Linked DNA regions of Rattus norvegicus: region 2 is linked to region 1. The links are chromatin contacts, called in public Hi-C maps. All regions are on one chromosome and are shown on one strand. The core of a region is the stretch at or near the end of the contact, and the rest is flanking DNA. Distances in the headings are between cores, read along the strand shown. Region 1 holds the start of Slc6a8 (solute carrier family 6 member 8). Region 2 holds the start of Ssr4 (signal sequence receptor subunit 4).

The links. A called contact is a pair of places that touch in the nucleus more often than the background predicts.
Region 2: a Hi-C map of mammary epithelial cells shows a contact between it and region 1, with 2.6 times the contacts expected there. The contact joins the promoter of Ssr4 here to the promoter of Slc6a8 in region 1. A contact is called at or near these places in 2 of 12 Hi-C or Micro-C datasets (the A7r5 cell line and mammary epithelial cells).

Annotation. Positions count from the first base shown.
Region 1 is chrX:156,533,121-156,538,305 of GRCr8, forward strand. Slc6a8 (solute carrier family 6 member 8) reads left to right here and starts at 2,897. Exons shown (of 13, transcript NM_017348.3): 1 at 2,897-3,745. The coding sequence starts at 3,484.
Region 2 is chrX:156,673,415-156,678,599 of GRCr8, forward strand. Ssr4 (signal sequence receptor subunit 4) reads left to right here and starts at 2,244. Exons shown (of 6, transcript NM_017199.1): 1 at 2,244-2,468; 2 at 4,034-4,152; 3 at 5,135-5,185. The coding sequence starts at 2,402. It overlaps Idh3g (isocitrate dehydrogenase (NAD(+)) 3 non-catalytic subunit gamma), which reads right to left and starts at 2,068. Exons shown (of 13, transcript NM_031551.1): 1 at 1,929-2,068. The coding sequence starts at 2,009.

The DNA.
Region 1 (5,185 bases), core at 1,647-4,146:
AGTGTTCCACATCTCCCTAAACATACAAATGTCCCCATCAGGTATCTGGGTTGGAACACACACCACAGGCACAGGCTCTGGAACTTGGGAATGGCTCATGGGTAGCTAACAGGACAGTCATTTACAGTGCCTCCTTCTTTAGCTCCCTGACCATCAACCAAAAGTCAGTAAAGAAATAGAATCAATACCATTGCAGGATGCCCAATGGGCAAGCGTGATGTCTTAGGGTTTTACTGCTGTGAACAGACACCATAACCAAGGCAAGTCTTCTAAGAACAACATATAATTGGGGCCGACTTGCAGGTTCAGAGGTCCAGTCCATTATCATTAAGGTGGGAACATGGCAGCATCCAGGCAGACACAGTGCAGGCAGAGCTAAGAGTTCTACATCTTCATCTGAAGGCTGATAGCAGAATACTGACTTCCAGGTAGCTAGGATGAGGGTTGTAAAGCCTACACCCAGTGACACACGTACTCTGACAAGGCCACACCTACTCCAACAGGGCCACACCTCCTAATAGAGCCACTCCCTGAGCCGAGCATATGCAAACCATAACATGCAACCTAAGCCTGGGGTTAGTCATTAGAGTATGGAGAGGTTTGGGTCCTAAGAAGGTAAGGTAGGCAAGAAAACTGCTGCAGGAAAGACTGGCTGCTGGGAATCTACAGTAACCCACAAACTACAGGGGATCTGGGAATCTACAGTAACCCACAAACTACAGGGGGGCTGGAAGGTGGTAGCATTACCAGACAAGGCATAAATGATACTCTATGGAATCAGGTCTTGAGACCTGTCAAACTTATGCCCCTGAGATGTAGAGGCTCAAGGTTACATTGGTTATCCTCAATGACCTTAGATTTCTATTTCCCACCTGTCTCCACCCTGGCTACCTTCTGAGCCCAGAAAAGCAGTGGCAATCCCAGGTGCCTAAGCATGGGTGACTGGTACCTGAATGTGCCTTTTTGTGCCTACATAAAGATGATACTCCTTCCTTATATTCCTGTACTTGGGTTTGGCAAATGTCTCTTCACCCAGATGCTCATCACAGGCCCAGGATGGAGGATGCCCTCATTCTTGCACTCAGTCTTGACTTCTTGAACTCCAAGCCTCTCCACCCCCCCCACCCAACACAGCAATGACCAACTCCTCAAAGTGCCATATTTCTCAGGCTACTATGTTCTGTTTCCCATCCCTACTCTCTGAACAAGCAGGATCTTAAATTCCCAAAAGTACCCACACCCAGTTCCCACTTTTACGGCCTGATTTTCCTGTTATTGACTGGTCTCTGCCCACACCTGATCCACATAACTGTTGCAGCAGCTCCTTTTCCTTTGCAGGTCTTTATACTGCAATGGAGTCCTCTGCGCCCATTCCTTAGGATCCTCTTCTTTCCTCTCTTAAATGACCTTTTCCTTGCTCCTTGGATGGCTCCAGCTCTTCCGGGATATGTGTGCTATGAGTAACTCCTCTATGGCCCTTGTTTCTCCAGGAGGACTTTGGTCCCAGGCTGGGACAAAGATGACTCAAGTTAGGGTTCTCTGATGCGCAAGGAGATTCTACCAGAACCTAGGCACGTGTGACATACATGAGGGGGGTGGGGGGAGGGAGTGAGGGAGGGGGGGGGGAGAGAGAGAGAGAGAGAGAGAGAGAGAGAGAGAGAGAGAGCCCTTCCTGCTAGCCTGGGTGTAGATGCTGCCCCTCCCTCTCCCCTCACCTATCAGCTCAATCTGGCTCTGGCTGGAACTGCTTTTCTTTCTAAATCTGCCGGATGGCTGCAGGCTTAACATGATGGGATGAGCCATCTGGGGACTTTGGTGTCTGATCAGATCAAGGAGTTTGGGATTGAAATGGGCACTCCTCATTTTCCTAGTCCACCCCAGGCTAGTGTTGGTCTTGGAATATTCCCGAGGTTGCTCAGCTGCGGATGGAAAAGCCTAGACATCCCTGAAGAGCAGGCAGGTTACCGAGCTTAGAGGGAGGGTCTGTACATCCACTAGGCACCAGGGGGCAGCCTTACCCTATTCTTACCCCAGTATCTATAGATCACATGCCCTACCCAACCCACATCAGGCAAAAGGTGGACTGACCAGTTATCAAGAAGTCCCCTTCTCTACCTTGGTCACAAATTGTAACTTTGATCTTCGACCAAGCAAGCTACCCTTTGCCCATTCTGGAGACAAACAGAAATCGATCACACCCAGAGCTGACACCATGATCCTCAGCCTTCAGGATGTATCTTTGAGGAGGCCTAAATGTCTTGAGGAGACAGCTCAATACTTCTGGCAAAGTTCCACAGAACTCCTGGAGGACGATCTCCCCACTCCAGGTCAGCGCAGCGACAACCCTTCAGGAGGCAATCACACAGGGCAATTACTTTGGTGTAGGGACCAAGAAACTTTGCACCTGGGCATCCAACTCTCCCTAGGTCCTAATTGAGAAGTGAATTAGGCAGGCTGGACGAATCTTGGTGAAGGATGTTCCACCGAGAAACGAAATTCCAGGCTAGAAAGAGTGGAGAGAAGGGGGAAGAACTAAGGATATCTGGAGGTCAACTAGAGACTCCGTTTTCCTGGTGGTTCAGAAAAACCAGAGGGGACTTTGACCTGACCCGTGCCAGGTGATCCTGGAACGAATGGTGGCTCAGCCCACTGAAAAGAAAGTGCTGGCCAGCGCCCCAGGTAGCAGCCATCCTGCTCCCCACTGGAGCGGCCTCTCCTCCAGAGGAGGAGGTAGGCGGAGTGACAGGGAGGGCGGGATGGAGGGGGAGGGGGGACCAGCCGATTCGTGGGGGTGGGGCGACAGTGACATCACCAGGAGTCGGTTCTTAAGCAGCAGCGGGTCGCGCTGGGAAAGAGAGAGACAGTTGGAGTGCCCTGGCGAATCTTTGAGTCCGCCGCGGCCCGGAGAGCGGCTGTAGCCGCCGCCGCCGGGAAGGAGGGGGCTAGTCGTGCCCAAGACCACCGGAGCCGCCAGTGCTAGCAGAGCCCCGGGCGAGCAGGACAGCCGCTTGGGGCTGGGCCGGGGCCGCGGGCCGCAGGCCCCTTGCTCCGGCCGCCGCTTGCAGACAGTGGGCGTCCGATGCCATCCGCGACGCGCTAGGGTGAGCCTCCGGCAGGGCGAGCAGTCCTCGCTGCAGCCGCCACCGCCGCCGCCGCCGCCCGAGCCGCGGGCAGGAGTCTCGGGAGCCGCCGCCGCCCGGCCAGGCTCCGCCGCCGCCCGCGCGCTCCCGGGCCCCCGACACACATGAGATTCTTCAGGCTCACTTTCAAGTGCTTCGTGGACTGCTTCTGACTGCGCCGCCCCCGCCGTCCCGCACCCCTCCCGCCCGCCCGTCGCCCCGTCCCCCGGCCCGGCCGCCCCCGAGGCCCCCGGGCGGGCCCGCGCTTTCGGGGCCCTTTCTCCAGGTGCCACCGGAGCCCCTTGCCCGCTCGCCACCCTCGAGACGCCGCGACCCCTGGCCTGGCCTCGCGGCCCCAGGGGCCATGGCGAAGAAGAGCGCTGAAAACGGTATCTATAGCGTGTCTGGAGACGAGAAGAAGGGTCCTCTCATCGTGTCCGGGCCCGATGGTGCCCCGTCCAAGGGCGATGGCCCTGCGGGCCTGGGGGCGCCCAGCAGCCGCCTTGCTGTGCCGCCGCGAGAGACTTGGACACGCCAGATGGACTTCATCATGTCGTGCGTGGGCTTCGCCGTGGGCCTCGGTAACGTGTGGCGCTTCCCCTACCTGTGCTACAAGAACGGCGGAGGTGAGAGCCCCTATCCCGAGCATCCTGTCTTCATCAGCAGTTCCCACCCCCAGCCTGCCACAGGCCCACCAGAGCAGTGGGGCAAAGTCCAGAGGGTGGGGAGGCCCGCCCAAAGCGGGTGGGGGCCATGGTGCCCCCTGACCAACCAAGCGTTCGGTGACCCAGCACGGCGGCCTCCACCCCCCTCGCCGGTCATGTGCCTGGCAGTGTGGAGGGGAGGCAATCAAGGAGAGCTTCCAGATGAACTGAGGGGCTGCCTCCCAGACTTCCAGTCCACATTGGGAGTGATTGGCCATTGAGGTGGGAAGGGAAGGCCTGCCCCCAGTGGAGGGGGCTCTAGGAGGTGAGGAGCCCTGGCTGCCCCCATGGGTCAGGCACACAAGTGATACATTGTGTGGACCCCCCCACGTGTGCACATAGGAATACACACACACACAATGGGCCACTCTGTCCCTCCCCCACACTCTCCCCTCTCCTCCCTCTTCTCCCTTCTCTCCTCTCCCCTCCCCTCTGGCCCAGGCTTGGAACACTGGGTGCTTGAGCCAGGCTTGGGAAGTCTGCGGCCTGGCCCGCCTGGCGCCGCCACTAGACAGGCTGCATGCACATCCCATGCCCAGTTGCCTAAGCCCAGCTTAGCAACAGCAGTGGGTACTAGCCTGTCCCGGGACTGCAAAACAGTACTGGATTTCTGGGGAGCTGAAGCAGCTGAGTGATGGGTGGGAAACTGAGTCCCAGAGTGGAGGTTTCTGTCCAAGGTCACACACAGGAAGGATGCTGGGTGCTGGAGCCCAGTAAACTGCAATTAGCTCTCACTGAATAGCAGAGAGAGTTGGTCCTGTACAGAGAGGGGTCCTAGAGAGCAGTAAAGAAGAGGAGGTCAGAACATCAGCTGCCCAGCTCTCGCCTTTCCTACCACTCCACATAATTGCTGGAATACTGCCTCAGCCCCTCTCCTTGATTTGTCTCTCTTTATCCTACACCAATAACCCCATAAGCAGAGAATTGCTACCCACCCAGTTTCCTCCTTGGATTCTTGTGATTACGAAGTACAGGGTACTTGTGCTCACTGCCTTTGGACAAGCCTCCATTCCTGAGCACCCAGCCTGGCATACATGAACACACTCTGGCTATTCCTTCCTGTTCTGCTGCCTGCCAAAAAGAACTGTGGCACAAGAGATGGCCTACATGCATAAGCCTGTGTGTTTTCAATGCCTGCTAGCTCACCCTAGGTGTCTATAGGCTCAGACTTCAGTGAGCCAAGGGCTTTCCATGGTACAGGGAACACTGGCTAGACACTGCTGCTGAGCCTCCTCTCAACAGACCTAGAGTTCACCTCCTGGGATTGTTCACCTTGAGCCTCTGAGTCAGTGGCCACCCCTGCGCTGATTCACTCTGTGGGAAGTCATGGGACTGGGGTGCAAGCTGAAGCTGGGGCTCTGT
Region 2 (5,185 bases), core at 994-3,493, 140 kb after region 1:
GCAACCCATTCACAGATGGCAACATCATTGCTAGGGCTGAACCTATCTCACAGCTGCCTCCTATGCTAGAAGTTATAGTGGATGTTTTCCCAGTCCTAGAAAACTTGTCAACCACAGGCCCCCGATCTTGCTGTATATAGACATAGGGGTTTTAGGAGGTTACAAAGTTCTCCCTCTTGAGTCCAGGTTGTCTAATCAAAGGAGCCCAGCATGAAGCAGGCTGAGGAAAGCACACGTCTTCTGCCCAGTCATCATCCTTAGCTAGTCTGCAGAAAGACAAAGGTCCAAAGTGGTTCGATCTCCTGCTGATGGGCTCCCATACTTGATATTTTCCTAAGGTCTCTTTCTTTGTCATGTTTGTGGTCAACTGCTAATAATGATAGCATGATTTCTCAGGGGATGTCAACTAGCAGGACTTAAGACCTTGGGTTCTCTACATGGGTTCCTATAACCAGAACAATCACTCTCAAGGCAAAGCCTTGCCTGGTTACCAATCACTTCACTGCCACCTAGTCCCATCCCAACAAAGGCACACAAACATTCAGAAGGAAAGTTCTTCATTAAGAGTTTACAGAAGCCTAGCTGCTGGAGCTATCAGGGCCTCTGGCAATCCTCTATATACTGCTCATCTTTCCTCAACAATGTGGAAGAAGCCATAGCACACATGTGTGGCAATCAGAAGATGATTTTGTGGGGTCCTTTATCTCCTTGCATTTTACAAGAATTCCAAGGATCAAACTTAGTATTCCAAGCTTGGACACAGGTGTCTTTACCCACTGAGCTACCTGGCTGAACCAGAAGTCCCTATTTTAAATAGAATTTCATATAGCATATGCAGCTCCCTTCCCCAGACAACAGAGGAGATAAAGGGTAAGCAGAAGAGGCTGCAGGCAAAAAACATGGCATTCTGGAAGGTCAGAGTCAGCAAATGCTTTGAGAACATGAAGTCCTCTCTCCTCACTGGAACCCAGAGGGAGAGGAGAACTGGCCTAATGCCATGTTCTGGGTCAGTGGAAGAGCAAGGCCTGGAGGTCATAACTCTTATTCTGCAAAGCTAGTTATTGGTTTTCTGGTGCTAAGCAGTGCTACCCAGGAGCTAAACTACCTAACCAAGACTCCAAAGAAAGGGCCAGAAAAGCAAAGCCCTAGAGCCTTCCAGTCTCAGAACCCTGGTTTACTCTTATTACAGGGGCTTGGGCCTGCTTGTTGGCCTTTTGGCTAGAATCAAATATCAAGGTGCTTGGTAGGCAGGAGATCTGGAGGGATCAAGAATTATTGATAGTCAGATGGTGGCAGTGCATGCCTTTAATTAATCCCAGCGCTTGGGAAGCAGAGACAGGAGGACTTCTGAGTTCAAGGACAGCCTGGTCTACAGTGTGAGTCCCAGGCTACACAGAGAAACCATGTGTCTGATGAGACAGAGACCGGGAGGTGGGGGTGGGGCACAGAGAGACAGACAGAGACAAAAGGGGGTGGGGTTATAAAGTGGATTTTCACCTCCACTAGGAAAAAGCAGTCCTAGAGAGGAAAAACCAAGGAGGAAATGACTCCGGAAACCAGACACAACCAGCCTACGTGATATATGCAAGATAGTCTAGGACACATGGCCTCTTCAAAAGGTCTTCCACAAGGACACTACGGAGTGAACACCTAGCTACTGTGGTCTACCTTCCTAACCCTTCTGGAGGAGCCCCTGTCACCAGTCACAGAGGAGCCAAACCAAAGTCAATTTCAGCCAACCTCCTCATTGACAGCAGAAGCGACCAATGAACCCCAGAGTGCAGCCCTCTCCCCGCCCCTCCTAAGGCTTGCACAGCCAATCGAATCCTGGATTTTCTCAAAGAGCGGTTACCCGACTCTAGGTCTCAATTGGGTGTTAAGTCTCTCTGTGAGCGCTGCAACTGTTCCACCCTCCATTCATCACTCACCTCCCAAGGACGGCAGAGGAGAGCTGGCTTGAATATTGCCTTTGCAGCACTGCCAGCAGCTATCGCCACCTTCAGCGCCATAACGAAAAGTGAGGACCTCTACAGGTCAAAACGTTAAGCACCGTTCTCGCGACACTTCGGCACGACGAGAAATCCGGGGTGCGGGGGGAGGGGTGAGAAAAAGCTAGCACTACGCACGCGCACGGTCACACCGGTTCCTACGTCCCCTTCCGGTGCCTGTAGCACTGTTGCCGCCATCTTGGGGAGGGGAAGGCTGAGAAGGAGGGAAGTGCGACCGGTTGGGACCCTGGCTAGGGAAACGGACACGTCAGTGCCGCCAGCGACGTCACCATGCCCGACCCAGCCCGCCGACGCACGATTGGGTGCTGAGGCCGCTTACGCGTCGCGCTTCCTCGTCTGCTCCGCATGTTCAGGGCGGCTTGCTCTCTTTTCCCCTCGGCAGAGAAGAGGCGATGGCGGCGATGGCATCTTTCGGCGCCCTGGCGCTACTCCTGCTGTCCGGCCTATCTTGCTGCTCAGGTAGCGGCCTGGCCGGAGCTTGTTTCGGGCGTACCCCTGCCCCTTGGCTGGTGGTGCTGGGGGAGGAAGGGTGTGCGCGAGGTGGGGATCTGGTCCTTCCCTGGGCTCGTCGCTACCGGTGTTATCTTTCCCCGATGGGTGTCGTGTCTTGGCGACCGAAGCACCACAAACACGTTTACCTGGCAGCCAGGTTGCTGGAAGAAACTTCCTTGTCTATTTTTGGGAGAGCCCCAAAGTAGCACCATGTTCCGACCACCAGCTCCAGCAGGGAAGGTGCTATGTCCCTGGTTCCTGTGTATGTCAGAAGGTAGTCGCATAAGAGCAGCGCTGGCAGCGAGGAACCAATGCTGCATAGGCCAGGCTTCCCCAAGACAGAAAGCTAAGAGAGGGAACAAGAACACTCCAGGCAGATCAGAGTAAGGGCACGGAGGCAAGTTAGATAGGGAGCCAGGGAAGTGACCAAGGACTTTTAGTGTCCAGAGCCTCGACTTTTCATGAGACTCTGGTATATCCATCCATCCCAACGTTCTTAGCAGAATTGAACTGTGCACAGACCCATTGATACTTGTGAGCCATTTGTAACATCTGGTGGTAGGGTTGAGCTCAATCTGGAGTCTGCCGGGTATGTGTTTTGAAAGTTGTTAGTCCCTCAGACCTGAGAACCTGAACTAAGGAGGATTTGGTTTCTTTACATACTGGTAGATTCTGGCCATCCCTCCTACTCACCCTTCAGAGAATTCTCCAGTCTGTTGCTAACAGTGTCTTAAAAAGTCAAACCTGACTGTAAAACCTATTAGGGGCTCTATAGTGTCCACAGGGAAAGGCATGTCTTAGCAGATCACAGAAGTGTTGGTGGAATATGGCCTTTGAAAACCATTCGTGGCATTTTCCTCTTGCTATTCATGCCAGTACAAGGTCTTCTCCAGCTTAATTGGCCATTCTTTCAAAACACCACATTTGGAGAATAATAGGATGTAAACTTTCCTTCAGAGGTGTTTAGCTTACAGGGACAGGTTTGGTGTTTGGGTCCAGAGTGTACTTCTGTCAGGAAACACTGGGACTAGTGTTGACATTCTGTCAGCTGGATGGGTCTAGAGACTTGAAAGTCCCTCTATGTTGACAGCACCCCATTCACTGCTGCAGAATGCTTTCAGTAGATTGTTGAGGAAGTACATGGCTCTGAATTGAGGCTGCCTTGGCCCACTGGGTTTCTGGGGTACTCCAGAAGCAGGTGAGATGCTTCGTGGCCTCCCTGTCACAGATTCAGATACTAATTTAATAAACAGCCCCCTGCCTGCCTCAAAGACGCCTGCACCTCCCATGTTGCTGCATCAAGGCTCACCTCTGCAGAGCTTTCCCTTCACACTAGCCTGTGTCAACAGCCCTCACTGGCCCCTTCCACTATACTTCTAAGTACTAGGATCCATCTCCCAGACTCCACCTCTGTCAGGAATAGAAGAATTCATTCATGTATCCTCAGCTCACCAGTCTGAGAGGTAGAGTCAGGGTAAGCCCTTTTGCCTTTTGCCTGGAACACATAAATTGGCTTTGCTTCCTCTCCACAGCAGAGGCCTGCCTGGAACCCCAGATCACCCCTTCTTACTATACAACTTCAGATGCCGTCATTTCTACAGAGACTGTATTCATCGTGGAGATCTCACTGACCTGCAAAAACAGGGTCCAGGTGAGACAGTGGGGACTCAGCAGAGAGGGTGCAGGGAAAGAGATGAGGGTGGCAGTACTCGTTCACTGGCAGTTGACAGTGACCTGAGGATCCTATCAACAGGGAGAATAAGGATTCCAATTCACAGGGTGCAGGAGAAATGAGGGCACAGCGAGGCCAGATCCTAGCAAGTACTTCAAGCGCATTTTCCTGACCTGCTTGGTATGCTTTGCCTCCGTGCAGTAATGTGGGTAGACACCCCACTGTTTCCTGGATGAATGTCTGGAATGGGAGAAGGAACTAGGGTCAGGCTCCTCCATCTTTTTTTTCTGGCTGTAGTTCACCTGAATGTGTGTCTGTATGAGTGTTTTGTGAGTTTAAAGTAGAAAAACCCCAGCTTGAACCCTTAACCTGCTCTTCCAAAAATTTAAAAAAAGAAATTGGAACTTTTCAGGGTATAATACTCCTAGGGTTAAAAACTTCATTTGTCGGGTTGGGGATTTAGCTCAGTGGTAGAGCGCTTGCCTAGCAAGCGCAAGGCCCTGGGTTTGGTCCCCAGCTCTGAAAAAAAGAAAAAAGAAAAAAAAAGATACTGTGAACACTTTTTAAAAAAAAAACTTCATTTGTCACCTTCTTCTCAAGCTCCAAGAAATAATGAGGCCATTTTTTTATGATCTCACCCCTGAGTACAGCTAACAGGCTTGTTGTGGCTTAGAATAAACTGGTTATAAGGGAGATGTAGTTCTGTTCGCCTCTAGGGAAACAGATGAAGAAAGATGTGGCTGTCCATGGGTAAGGCCTAGCATGGCTCTGGGTTGTGGTAGGCCTATTTCTTGAGTCTTTCATGGCAACCACTACCAACATAATATAGCCCTCTGCTGGCCTACTCTCCCTTCCCAGTCATAGTACTGCTTTGGGCAGCACAATGGGTGATTCTATGTATGCCCAGAGAAGGGCAGAAAATGTGATTCTTGCTTTTATTACCCTACCCCACCCCATCCAGAATATGGCTCTTTATGCCGACGTTAGTGGAAAACAATTTCCTGTAACCCGC